2 separate regions of the Mus musculus genome follow, and region 2 is linked to region 1. A link is a contact called in public HiChIP or PLAC-seq data. All regions are on one chromosome and are shown on one strand. The core of a region is the stretch at or near the end of the contact, and the rest is flanking DNA. Distances in the headings are between cores, read along the strand shown. Region 1 has its middle 17 kb from the start of Hprt. Region 2 has its middle 36 kb from the start of Fam122b.

Region 1 (5,918 bases), core at 2,649-5,148:
TCCTGGGTCCCACATGTCTAATTGTAACTTCTTCACCTCTACTTATGTAGATTTCTCTAATACTCCCTCACGCCTCATAATTTCACTTTCTTCTTTTTACTCTCAGCCACTCTGGCAAAGTTTGCAGTACCTGTTGTAAAGACCAGTGGCGCTTTCTAATTGTTCCCTTACTTCTTGGCTCTAATTTTTATTCCCAAATGGTTTAAGTGCTGTCACTGGGTCCTCTACTAACCTACTTTGCCAAAGACCCAAAAATAGAATTCATATGTCAGATGGTGAGACCAAAATGGAAGTCTGTGGCTCTACAGACTCTTGGCTTAGCCTCTTACTTGCTGGTAGATAATGAATAGGAGTCTACCCCAAAGCTGGTAGTTTGTTGGCAAAGTAAAGGCAAACCTGCCCAGATATAAGGGTGGACAAAGTATACACCGACACCATAAAGGGGCAGGAGCAAGATGAGAGTAATGCAAGCTAAAACAAGGTGTGGCAGGACAAATGGAGGTTTCTGGTTTGCTTAGGGAAAATGCTGCATGTAATGATAGCTCAAAGCTTGAAGCCAGGTCATGTGGCCCCTGCCCATAATCCCAGCACTTAGGAGGCTGAGGAAGGAGGATTGTCCTGAGTTTGAAGCCAGCCTGGAATACATAGCATGTCCAGGCCATTTTGGGCTATTTTCTGAAATCCTGACTCAAAAGCAAGCAAAACCCAAAATTGAAGCCCTTGTGAGGTAGGCAAGCATAGAGAGAGCTTACCAACCTGGGCCTGCAGTTGGCTTGGCCTAGACCTGCACCCTTCCTTTAACAATGTGCCTGGCAACCGCCTGGCAACCTAAGATGCCCACCTTCATCAAGCTGCAGGTACACCATATTCCAACAATGGAATACATTTCTCTTCTTCTAGCTTCAAAAATACCCCTTTTCTGGTCAGTTTCCACTCAAGTGTGTTCCCAGGCTTATGTGAGATCGACAGGCCAGAAGGGAAGTTATCTGAACTGTTTTGGGGGTACACACATAGTAAGGTAAACTGTCTTAGAGTGAACTTTAGGGAAAAACTCTTTTTTACCAGCTTGTACCTATGCATAATTGGGTGTGCATCATGGGAACAGACATGTACTGAAAGCAAAAGCTTACATAATCCAATACGCTTGTCAATCAAAACAGAACTACCTGTGGTACACATCTTAGCAACCAAACATCTTCTGTTCTTCCTTCAGCCCATAAAGGAAGTACCCAGACAATAACCTGGTAAAGAAACAATAACAGTAAAGTTAAATAAATAAGGTTTTATGGGGTTGGAGAGATGGCTTGATGGTTAAGAGCACTGACTACTCTTCCAGGAGTCCTGAGTTCAATTCCCAGCAACCACATGGTGGCTCACAACCATCTGTAATGGGATTTGATGCCCTCTTCTCATCTATCAGAAGATAGCTACAGTGTGCTCATATAATTAAAATAAATAAGTCTTTTTTAAAAAATGAAATAAAGAGAAAAAAAAAAAGAAAGGTTTTATGATCCAAAAAGCCAGGTACTGAATTTGAATGTTCGAAGTTAGAATCTGGGCAGTATTATGTTTCTCCTGCTCTCTGCCTCCTTGAGCTCTGTGAGTTCAAGGCCAGCCTGGTGCACATAGTGAGTTCCAGGCCACCTTATGCTACAACTTTTATACAAATGTTCTCTTATACCTATTAAGCTTTTTTCCACTTAGAAATTGCAATCTTTTCCTAGGTCATAATATAAACTCTTTGTTTGTTTGTTTGTTTTTTGTTTGTTTGTTTTTTGTTTTTTGAGACAGGGTTTCTCTGTGTAGCCCTGGCTGTCCTGGAACTCACTCTGTAGACCAGGCTGGTCTCGAACTCAGAAATCCGCCTGCCTCTGCTTCCCAAGTGCTGGGATTAAAGGCGTGTGCCACCACGCCCGGCTAATATAAACTCTTATTCTTACCGACTATCTAATAATCAATTATGTAGCTGTATCATACATTGTCTCATGAGACATTTGAATACTTTTCAGCTTTCATAGTTGCTATTTTGGTATTTCAAGCAGACCATTTCAAATCACAAAGAAATAGCAGAAACCCACAAATTGAAGTTTGTTCTATATGATCACTGGCCTGAACACCTCAAAAAAGACTTGAAAAACTGAGAGAGGCTTAGGATCTGTTTGAAATAAATAGTGACAAAGGGACAGCATAACTCAAAGGAATGCTCAACTCGGAACTACACCCCAACTAGAAAATAACCTTTCGCTATAAGGACATTTTAGAAAGTATAGGTGGGCTGGGAGTGGTGGCGCATGCCTTTAATCCCAGCACTTGGGAGGCAGAGACAGGCGAATTTCTGAGTTCGAGGCCAGCCTGGTCTACAGAGTGAGTTCCAGGAAAGCCAGGGCTGCAGAGAAACCTTGTCTTGAAAAACCAAAAAAAAAAAAAAAAAAAAAAAAGTATAGGTGGAAGGTAAATATGGAATGAACACACCACATAGTATGTCAATGTTAATTTCTTTTTTAAAAGAAATTATTTATTTTATATGAATACACTGTCACTGTCTTTAGACACATGAGAAGAGGGTATCAGATCCCCTTAGAGATAGTTATGAGCCACCATGTTCATGGGAATTGAACTCAGGACCTCTGGGAAAGCAATCAGTGCTCTTAACTGCTGAGCCATCTCTCCAGCCCCTATGTTAATTTCTTGATTGTAATCATTGTCCTGTAATTACGTAAGAGAATATCCTTGGTCTAGGGCTATAACTCAGTAGTAGAACTCTTGCCTAGCATGGAAAAGCCCTAGGATCCATCGTTAGCACTGCAAAAAGAAAACATACTGTGTTTAGGGAGATGGTTCAGCAGGTAAAGGGCTTGCTGCCAAGCCTGACGATCTGAGATTGTTTCTTTTTCTTTTTCTTTTTTGGTTTTGGTTTTGGTTTTGGTTTTTTGAGACAGGGTTTCTGTGTGTAACCCTGTCTGTCCTGGAACTCACTTTGTAGACCAGGCTGGCCTCGAACTCAAAAATCCACCTGCCTCTGCCTCCCAAGTGCTGGGATTAAAGGCGTGTGCCACCAAGCCCGGCTGAGATTATTTCTTAAAACCTATATAGTAGAAGGAGAAACCTTATTCCCAGTAGTTGTCCTCTGGGCTCCATACATGCAGTGTGATAGTCTCCATTGTGTCTCTCTCTATGTGTCCTGTGCTCTCACAATCTCTTCTTTCTCTCTGTTTCTCTTTGTGTGTGTGTGCGCGCGCACGCGCGTGTGTCTTACTCTCATGCTCTGTCTTGCAGTTTGTTTTTTTGTGGGAGTGAGTTTCTTTAAAAAAAAAAAAACAAAACTCTTATTGATTCTTTGCAAGTTTCACATCATGCACCCCAGTCCCATTCATCTTCCTGTCTCTTCATATCTGTCCTCTGCCCTTGAACCTCCTCTTAGAAAATAAAACACACACACACACACACAGAGAGAGAGAGAGAGAGAGAGAGAGAGAGAGAGAGAGCATCTTGTTCTGGAAGCTGTACACTGTGTCCCACAGCATACCCCTCTGTCCACACATCTTCACTAGCTAATGTTCACTGCAATGAGTCATTGGTCTGGTTTGAGATCTCTGGCTTCTGTGACACCATCAGTGTTGGATCCTTACCAGGACTCCTCTGGGTTCTCCTGTTGTTGCCCTATGTCATGGAGATCCTGCAGCTTTGAATCAGCAGCACTGGCCCTTTGAAGTGCCCCAATAGTTCACAACTGTTGTAGATTTTGGGCTGGGCCATCTCAAATGCCTGGATCTGAGCCAGGGTGATAACTGAGCTGGGCAGCCCGCTGCCTCTCTCTTATCTGTACCACCAGAGCTAACTCTGGCACTGTTCTTGCTAGGCTACCAAATGCCACAATAAGCAGTAGGCAGGGTTAGTTCTGCTCTCCTCCCTTGGGACTGGAGCCAGCAAGTGGGTGGGTCAGCTCTCTTCCTCTCACACCCTTGGGGCTGGTTCACTCATGACTTCGAGATCAGAGACTTCTCCACTGTATTGTCCAGGGGAGGTGTGAGGCTGGCTCTCCCAACAGTGAGGGACAAGGCCAGCTCTTCATCTCTCATCATCTAGAAGCCAGCTGTCCCATGCTCATACCCAAGGGACCACAGGACCATCCAATCTGTGCTCCCCCAACCAGGGTCAGCTCTTTTGTTCTGCCTAGGCAAGGCTCAGGGCCTGCTCTCCTGGATGCTACAAGTGGCAAGGGGCAGGGCCATCTTCTCTTGTTTTTTTGAAACAGAGTTTCTCTGTGTAAACACCCCTGGCTGACCTGGAACTCAATTTGTAGAACACACACACGGGGGTGGGGATAAAGGAAGGGAGGGAATGAGAAATGTAAGAAATTTATAAAAGAATACTGTCCTTAGAAAACACATATCCAGGGTTTAGGAACAAAGGGAGCACTTTTTTTAAAAAAACAACTTTTCTGTGATTTTTAAATCTTTCACAAAGTTGAATATACTAGCCAAAACAGCAATTTTTCTCCAGAGACTCTGAAGAAGGTAAAACCTAGGGACAGCAAACTCTAGAAAGAGGAGCAATCCTGAGAAAGACTATTTAACTGAGAAACCACATCTGAGTGGCCTTGGCTCCTGCTTCACAGTAGGGTTGATGCTATTTTCCCCTCCTGTGACTCACACTATTATTAGAGCTCTCTCAGGATTTTTTCTTTCTTTTTCTCCCAGATGTTGTCTTTAAGCCAGAATTTGTTGCTGAGTCTGTGGTAGAGTGTTTCCCTAGCATCTTCAAGGCCCTGGGTCCCATCCCAAGCATCTCCCCAGATGCCTTATATGGGCTTTTCCAGGCATGGTGGTTTATTCCTACAATCCCAGTATTTGGGAGGCGAGGCAGGAAGAGTGCTATGACTGCTAGACAGGCTTGGGCTCCATTGTGAGTTCCAGGACAGCATGGGCTAAAGTGTATGATCCTCTTTCAAAACACAATTTAGGTTGGTAGTGGCAATGCACACTTTTAATTCTGGCACTCAAATCTCTCCCAACAAGTGGATCTCTGTGCATTTGAGGCAAGCCTGTTTTACAAGTGAGTTCCAGGACAGCCAAGGCTATACAGAGAAACCCTGTCTTAAAACCACACACATACACACAAACACACACACACACACACACAGAGAGGGGGGGTATGTTGGATATCCTGTTTCATGTTTAATGTCAACCTGACACCATATAGAGTCACTTGAGAGTAGGGATTGTGAAATGAAGAACTGACTCAATCTATTTGGTCTGTGGCCATGATTGTGAGGAATTACTAATTAAAGTGGGAGGGACCAGCCTACTTTGGGCAGTACCATTCTTGGACAGGTGGGACATGGGGTATAAAGGAAAGCTAGCATTGGCTAGACATGGTGGCATATGCCTTTAATCCCAGCAGTCAAATCGCAGGGGCAGGCAGATGTCTGTGAGTTTGACACTAGCCTGGTCTACATATAGTGAGTTGCAGGACAGCAGAGATACATAGTTAAAACCTGTCTCAAAAAAAAAAAAAAAAAAAAAAAAAAGAGCTGGGCGTTGGTAGCACACGCCTTTAATCCCAGCACTTGGGAGGCAGAGGCAGGCAGATTTCTGAGTTCAAGGCCAGCCTGGTCTACAGAGTGAGTTCCAGGACAGCCAGGGCTACACAGAGAAACCCTGTCTCAAAAAAAAAAAACAAAAAAAAAAAAAACAAAAAACAAAAAACAAAAAAAAAAGAAAGAAAGAAAAGAAAAAGAAGAAGCAAAAAAGAAAAAAGAAAAAGAAAAAAGAAAGTAAAGAAAGCTAACATTGGGGCTGAAGAGAAGGCTGGGTGGTTAAAAGTACTGGCTGTACTTCCAGAGGACCTGGGTTCTAATTCCAGTACATGATAGCTCATAGCCACCTGTAACTCCAGTTGCAAGGGTTCAATATCCT
Region 2 (5,916 bases), core at 380-2,879, 260 kb after region 1:
AAGTGGAATGAAATTAAAATGAATCTGATGTATAAGTTCAGTTTTGTTATTGTGTTAGCCACATTTCAAGTTTTCAATAACCCTGGCTACTGAATGGGATATCATAAACTTAGCACACTATTATCACCACAGAAAATTCTACTAAACAACATTGCTTGGTAGGGTTCCCTGACTTCTTTCTTATGTCATAGATTACTGATCTCAGGAAGACAGCTATCTTTTTATCCAACAGCAGTAAGAGCCATTACACAGGGACTCTCCTACCCTTCTAGTCACCAGAGCCTTAGGATACCACCAAAGTTTTAGAATAAATGCCACTTTCCTTTCTTGGTCTTGCAGGATCTTTCTAGTCTGCAAAATTAATGTGACTAAGACTTCCGCAGCATCCTTCTTCAATCATCACCCTCCAAAAATGTCTTTTCTCTGGTCTGTTCCTCCCACCCCGTGACTCTTTAACGTCACAAATGCTAAAGAAGTGCTGGTTAAATAAGGCAATATATTTGCTAGAAGCTTTCCTCCTATCTTTCCTCCATTTTCATGGTCTAGTCTTCTGCTCTTCAGCCAACCTTCTTGTGAGCTCACCTCTCCATTGACTATCTGCTCATGAATATGGGTTATTGCTGTCCTATTCAGCAGAGGTAAGATATGAAAGCAGCCTAGATAGCGACAAACACATGAAAGACTAACAAAAAACGTTTCACATATATATATGTATACACACACACACACACACACACACACACACATATATATATATATATATATATATATATATATATATATATATATACACCATAAAGAAAAAATAAAACTGATTTTCTTTTTTATCCGCAGGATCTAATGCCTTCCTCTGACCTCTGCAGTCACCAGGCACACACATGGTGTGGTGCACACACATGGTGTTGTGCACACACATACATACAGGTAAATATAAACATAAAAATGTCCTAAACTCTTTCTCAAGAATTAAAAAAAAAAGAATAAACCTTTAAAAACAAACATACAAAACGGAGTCTCAATCTTCCCATTTAAGTGACTAATTCTCGCCTATATGACTGACGTTACAGGAAAAGCGCCACGAGTAAATGTTTACATTATCCATGAACGGCGCCAGTGATCCAGTAAAATGTGTCTCCGCACCCCAGTTAGCTCTGCTCTTGCACCACTATGGGGGGACATCTAACTCTGAGAAAGTAGTCTGTCCTTTCTTTGGAAGCTGTGTGGAGAACTGAGGCTGTGGAGTGACTGAGAGAAAACCTGCAAACGCAAAGGCACGGGACATCCCTAGTCAAAGGAAGAGAACTACGTTGCCCTACCAGAGTCCTTTCTTCAGACTCTCTCAGGACGGCTTGGAAATTCCTCCCCCTTTCCCTGTTTCTCCCTTTTTGAAGGAACAGGGGATGGGTTAACAGCGTCTCTGTTGCTTCTTTCTAGAGACCCCCACAATTGCTGCAGATCGTAATGGAACACCGGTCACTCCCACCAGGACAATACCATGCCAGAAACCTGGAGCAAATTAGACGTGGGTGTTAGATGAAGAAAGCTGACAGGGCAGCACTAGTTCCCTTCTCAAAATGCACACAGAATGTCCACGGCAGCCTTCCAGAGCGCCGGATGGCGAGAGCTAACTGATAGGGAAGGCAGCGGCTTTTCCTGCCTTTTGCCTCCCTGCCGCTAGCTTTCAGTACACACACATCGCTGTGCTGATTACAAAGCTAAGCACATGGTGACTTCGGAATATACAGCTTCTTCGGCTTTGTGAAAATAAAAGAAATGCTGACAATGTGGGATAAGATCCTTGATTTCTCACATGCAACTAAAAGACCAGCAGTCCCTGACCAAATAAATGTTCTTAAAGTGTAAATTCAATATTCAAACCCATAAGTGACATTAAGAACACTGGAGAATAATAAAAAAAATAAAACCAACATCGGGGGAAATTTGCATTGAACACTTGTGGGATGTTGGATACTTTGTGATTTTTTTTTTATAGCTGCAAGGTCAAGGTAGTTTTTCACAGTGATTTGTACAGTTTGCTTATAAAAGAAAAACAGATTTAAGAGAGCGTTCAGCTATGTACAAAATAATCAAAGTTATAAAAATAACTCCCCAAATGAACCCTGACTGGACAATTTAGATGAAAATTCTATAAAAGGCAGATTGCTTGGGCCGGCAACATAGCTTTTGGTGTGCTGGAAGAAAATCAGTAGATGAAGAAACTTCTTTTACAAATATAAAAGAAAGAAAAAAAAATAGAAGAAAGGAAAGGAGGAAGGCTTCCTGCTTCACACCTGTGACCCCAGCCTGCAGGCAGGGTGACCTTCATGAGTGATCTTCAAGGGCAACCTGGACTACATCGGTTTTTGATACTGTCGTCCTGAGCTACAGAGTGAGAGACTGTTTCAAAACTAACTGACTAAATTATAAATCAAAATGCAGTAAAGGAAAAATGAAAAAGAAATGGAAAAATCAATAAGTTGATTAAAAAAAAAAAGAAACCCTTCCACCTTCTACCAAACAGATTTTGTTGTTAGGTAAACATAAGATAGTGACAACTTATGTACATATATATGCACACACACTCATATATATGTGTGTATATTATATATAATTATAATTAAGAGAAAGCTTATGAGCTTATAAAGCAGATGGTAGATTTGTGTCACAGCCTGGAAATGAATGGTTCTTTTGATGTAAGTGTATCTGACAGTTTCCTAGCTAAATACATGCTCTGGCCACACAGGTCTCAAAGATGGATAGAATGGAGAATCCTGCAGGACAGAAAAGACGAGCCACAAGCGTTGGCAACACTGATATTCTTTTACAGTGAGGATTTGAATTTTCAGCTTTGTGCTTAAACATGTTTTACCAGCAGAAAGTAAACCAACCCGGCTCATAATGCAACATTGGGCTGGCCATCTGGTTTGGAGTCAAGTTTAATAAACCCAGAGACATTAAATCTACTTGTCTAGCACTACAACTAATCAAAGAAAGACTGGTCAAAGCATCAGGGGTGGGAACAAGAGGACATTATTTGTGAATTGTGTAACTAGAGTTTCCATTCCTGTTTAACTTTTGAGAGAGAGAGACAGAGAGAGAGAGACAGAGAGACAGAGAAGGAAAGTAAGCGAGTGTGGGGGGAGGGAGGGAAGGGAGAGGGAGGGAGGGGAGAGGGAGAGGGGAGGGAGAGGGAGAGGGAAAGGTTGATTGATTTCAGGCATATAAGGGTCCTTGCAGCTCATATTTCTCATCCACAAGGAACTGGTGTTTGTTTAATAAGCAACTGGTTCACAACTGGGCTTCAACCGTCTGACCACATCCTGGAACATGCTGTTGAATCACACTCAGACCCACACTGACATCTGCAGGTAATTGAAACAGGGCTTTCCAGGACTGGATTCGAGACTCTGGATCCTCACTCGGGCCTTTTAGCTCATCACAGTAGGGTGCTAACCCATAAAACTTCAATATCCTGGATGGCAATGAGTTCCTTTCAAACATATTCTCAGTACTGAAGTGCTTTCATACAACAAATTAATGCAGCATATAGAAAATATGCTTGATTTTGCAGCAAAGGCCACAGACAGAGCGGTTTCCACCTGGTATAAGTCCAGCAATTTTTATTTTCACTGTACACATTTCCCCCCTTTTCACACAGTCTCCAAGTGGCACCCAGTACTTTCTCAGTACCTTATAGAAAGATTACTCCCCAAAATCTAAACTCAAGTTCGTAGTTATCCTAAGTTCACATCTATCAAAGAGTTTACACACACACACACACACACACACACACACACACCCCACAATTTACTGTAATAAATCTCTGCTAATCAGCATGCTTCTTTATATATTTCATCAAAACTCTAAACCATCTATAAAAATAGGAAGAAAACAGAACTGTGGCAAAAGTCAAGCTGCTCCATTCTGCCTAAGCATTCAGTTGTTCTGTAATGCCTTTTAAGCTGGCAAAAAGGACAAAGTAATGTTTTATTGGGTCAATTTATAATTATAATTTATAATTACTGTGTTAGCAACAATAGGATCTGTTAGCAAGGGGCTTCTTTTACAATGACTATTTTAGAGAAAGCCTGTTTTTCCAGGCTTATAAAATCAAGTGACTCATTCAACTTCTGAGGCAAAAATCAACATATAAAGAAGGCCTTATTCTACACATCGAAAACACGTTATAAAAACAACTGCATCAAGGATTTCTAGTGGTAAGAAACCAAAAAAACAAGGTTAACTGGGTGTGGTTGTGTACACCCTTAAGGCCAGCAGTCAGGAGGTAGATGCGGGAAGGGTGTGAGTATAAGGCTATCGAAGGCTGTATAAAAATAACAAACCAAGTTAAAAAAATTCTAAAGGGTGAGCATGGGAGTCCACACCTTTAATCCTAACACTTAAATGACACAGTTATCTGTGAGTTTGAGGCCAGCCTGATCTACAAAAGTGAATTCCAGGCCAGCCAGGGTGATACAGTAAGACCTTGTCTCAAAAAAAAAAAAGATTTTAAAAAGAAAGAAAAAGAAAAGGAGGGAGAGAGAAGGAGGAAATGAAAAAAAAAAACCCAAAACAAAACCACGAGGGTAATTGCTAGCTTGAGGGCTCATTAATACATTCCATCAACAGGCGCTCATAAATAGACAGTTGCCAAATTTTGCAACGTGTTCCATTGCAAACATTTATTGATATTTTTTTTTTTTGGTGCCCAGAATGTTTTTTCTTAAAGAAATGGAGTTCTAGCAGTTAGAGTTGCAAGTTAATTAGCGAAAGTCTAGATACTGTATGTCTGCCGTGAGAGGGTGGAAGCAGTTGCGGCAGTAAGAGGAAACATATGTTGGAATGATTTTTAGCCCTGGTTAGTTCTCAGTGTTCTAGTTTTGCTCCATGAGGACACCATTACAGAAAGATAAGAAAGCAGGGCATTTCAAAGCACTTTATATGCTAGTGTCTGATTTCACTTGAGAATTTCCAAGCTTTCTTACTTTTGATGACGGCACATGGTTTATGCACATCGGCACTGCTGAAGGTTTTATTTAACAAATGGAAACATAAATTTGGGAGAAAAGATAGAAAGGAGATACTGGCACGGAAAGAGCAAGAACTGAAAGTGGGGAGAGCTGGAGAAAATATGCATTTAGATCTCATGCCTCACCCCCATGTTGTTCACTCTTTTTCTTTCAACTAGCATGTGGTGAGCTGTGTTAGTGAGTATGAGGACCAAGTCATTCTATCATTTATTAATTTAATAAATGCTAGTAGAGTATTAACATTATACATAGAGTAAAGGATAGCAACCTGAACAAGACAGCCTCGATCATTACGCTCACAGACATGAAACAGATAGCAGCATTCTAAGCAAGGAGTTCAGGTCTGTCTCTGGCTATTTGGGGTTGAAGGCTTCAAAACAACAAAACAATAACAAGGCAAAAGAAAAACAAGCAAATAAACATAAATTAATACCTGTAATCCCAGGTACTTATGGGGTTGAAGCCGAAGGATCACCCGAAACAGAGTCAAGACCAGCATGGTCTATATAGTGAAATCTAAATCAGCTAGGGCTACAATGTAAAAAATCTCTGTCTCTCTGTCTCTCTCTCTCTCTCTGTCTCTTTCTCTCTCTGAGTGTGCGCGTGTGCGTGTGCGTGTGCGTGTGTGTGTGTGTGTGTGTGTGTATTTTAAAATTTGAGGACCAGTCTAGGCTACAAAGCAAACCTATATCTTCAAAACAAATAAAAATAAATCAGGGATGGAGGAGCCAGGCCTGGTAGCACAATCCTGTAATGTAAGCACTTGGGAAGTGAAGATAAATGGATCGGGAGTTCAAGGCCAGCTTTAGCTACATAGTTTGAGGACAATTGGGGCTACACAATGTCCTGTCTAAACCTACCCCGCCCACACACACACACAGAGGGC

What was found. HiChIP or PLAC-seq counts read pairs in DNA pulled down with a chosen protein or histone mark.
Region 2: a contact with region 1 is called in an HNF4G HiChIP or PLAC-seq map of pancreatic cancer cells. The contact joins two enhancer-like sites. A contact is called at or near these places in 12 of 39 promoter capture datasets (the C10 cell line, HPC-7-derived erythroid cells, cranial neural crest and 8 more), 5 of 115 datasets of contacts at active chromatin or transcription factors (embryonic forebrain, embryonic hindbrain, embryonic stem cells and 2 more) and 1 of 9 other capture datasets (adipose tissue).

The regions. Positions count from the first base shown.
Region 1 is chrX:52,967,648-52,973,565 of GRCm38.p6, forward strand. No RefSeq gene overlaps it. Among named protein-coding and RNA genes, the nearest start is that of Hprt, 17 kb to the right of the region's middle. Within about 2 kb of position 3,899, at least 64 of the 459 cell types and tissues checked have an H3K27ac peak or open chromatin away from gene starts, as enhancers often do. A contact at or near this core is called in pancreatic cancer cells, where this site is marked.
Region 2 is chrX:53,230,577-53,236,492 of GRCm38.p6, forward strand. It overlaps a transcript of Plac1 not described here. Among named protein-coding and RNA genes, the nearest start is that of Fam122b, 36 kb to the right of the region's middle. Within about 2 kb of position 1,630, at least 34 of the 459 cell types and tissues checked have an H3K27ac peak or open chromatin away from gene starts, as enhancers often do. A contact at or near this core is called in pancreatic cancer cells, where this site is marked.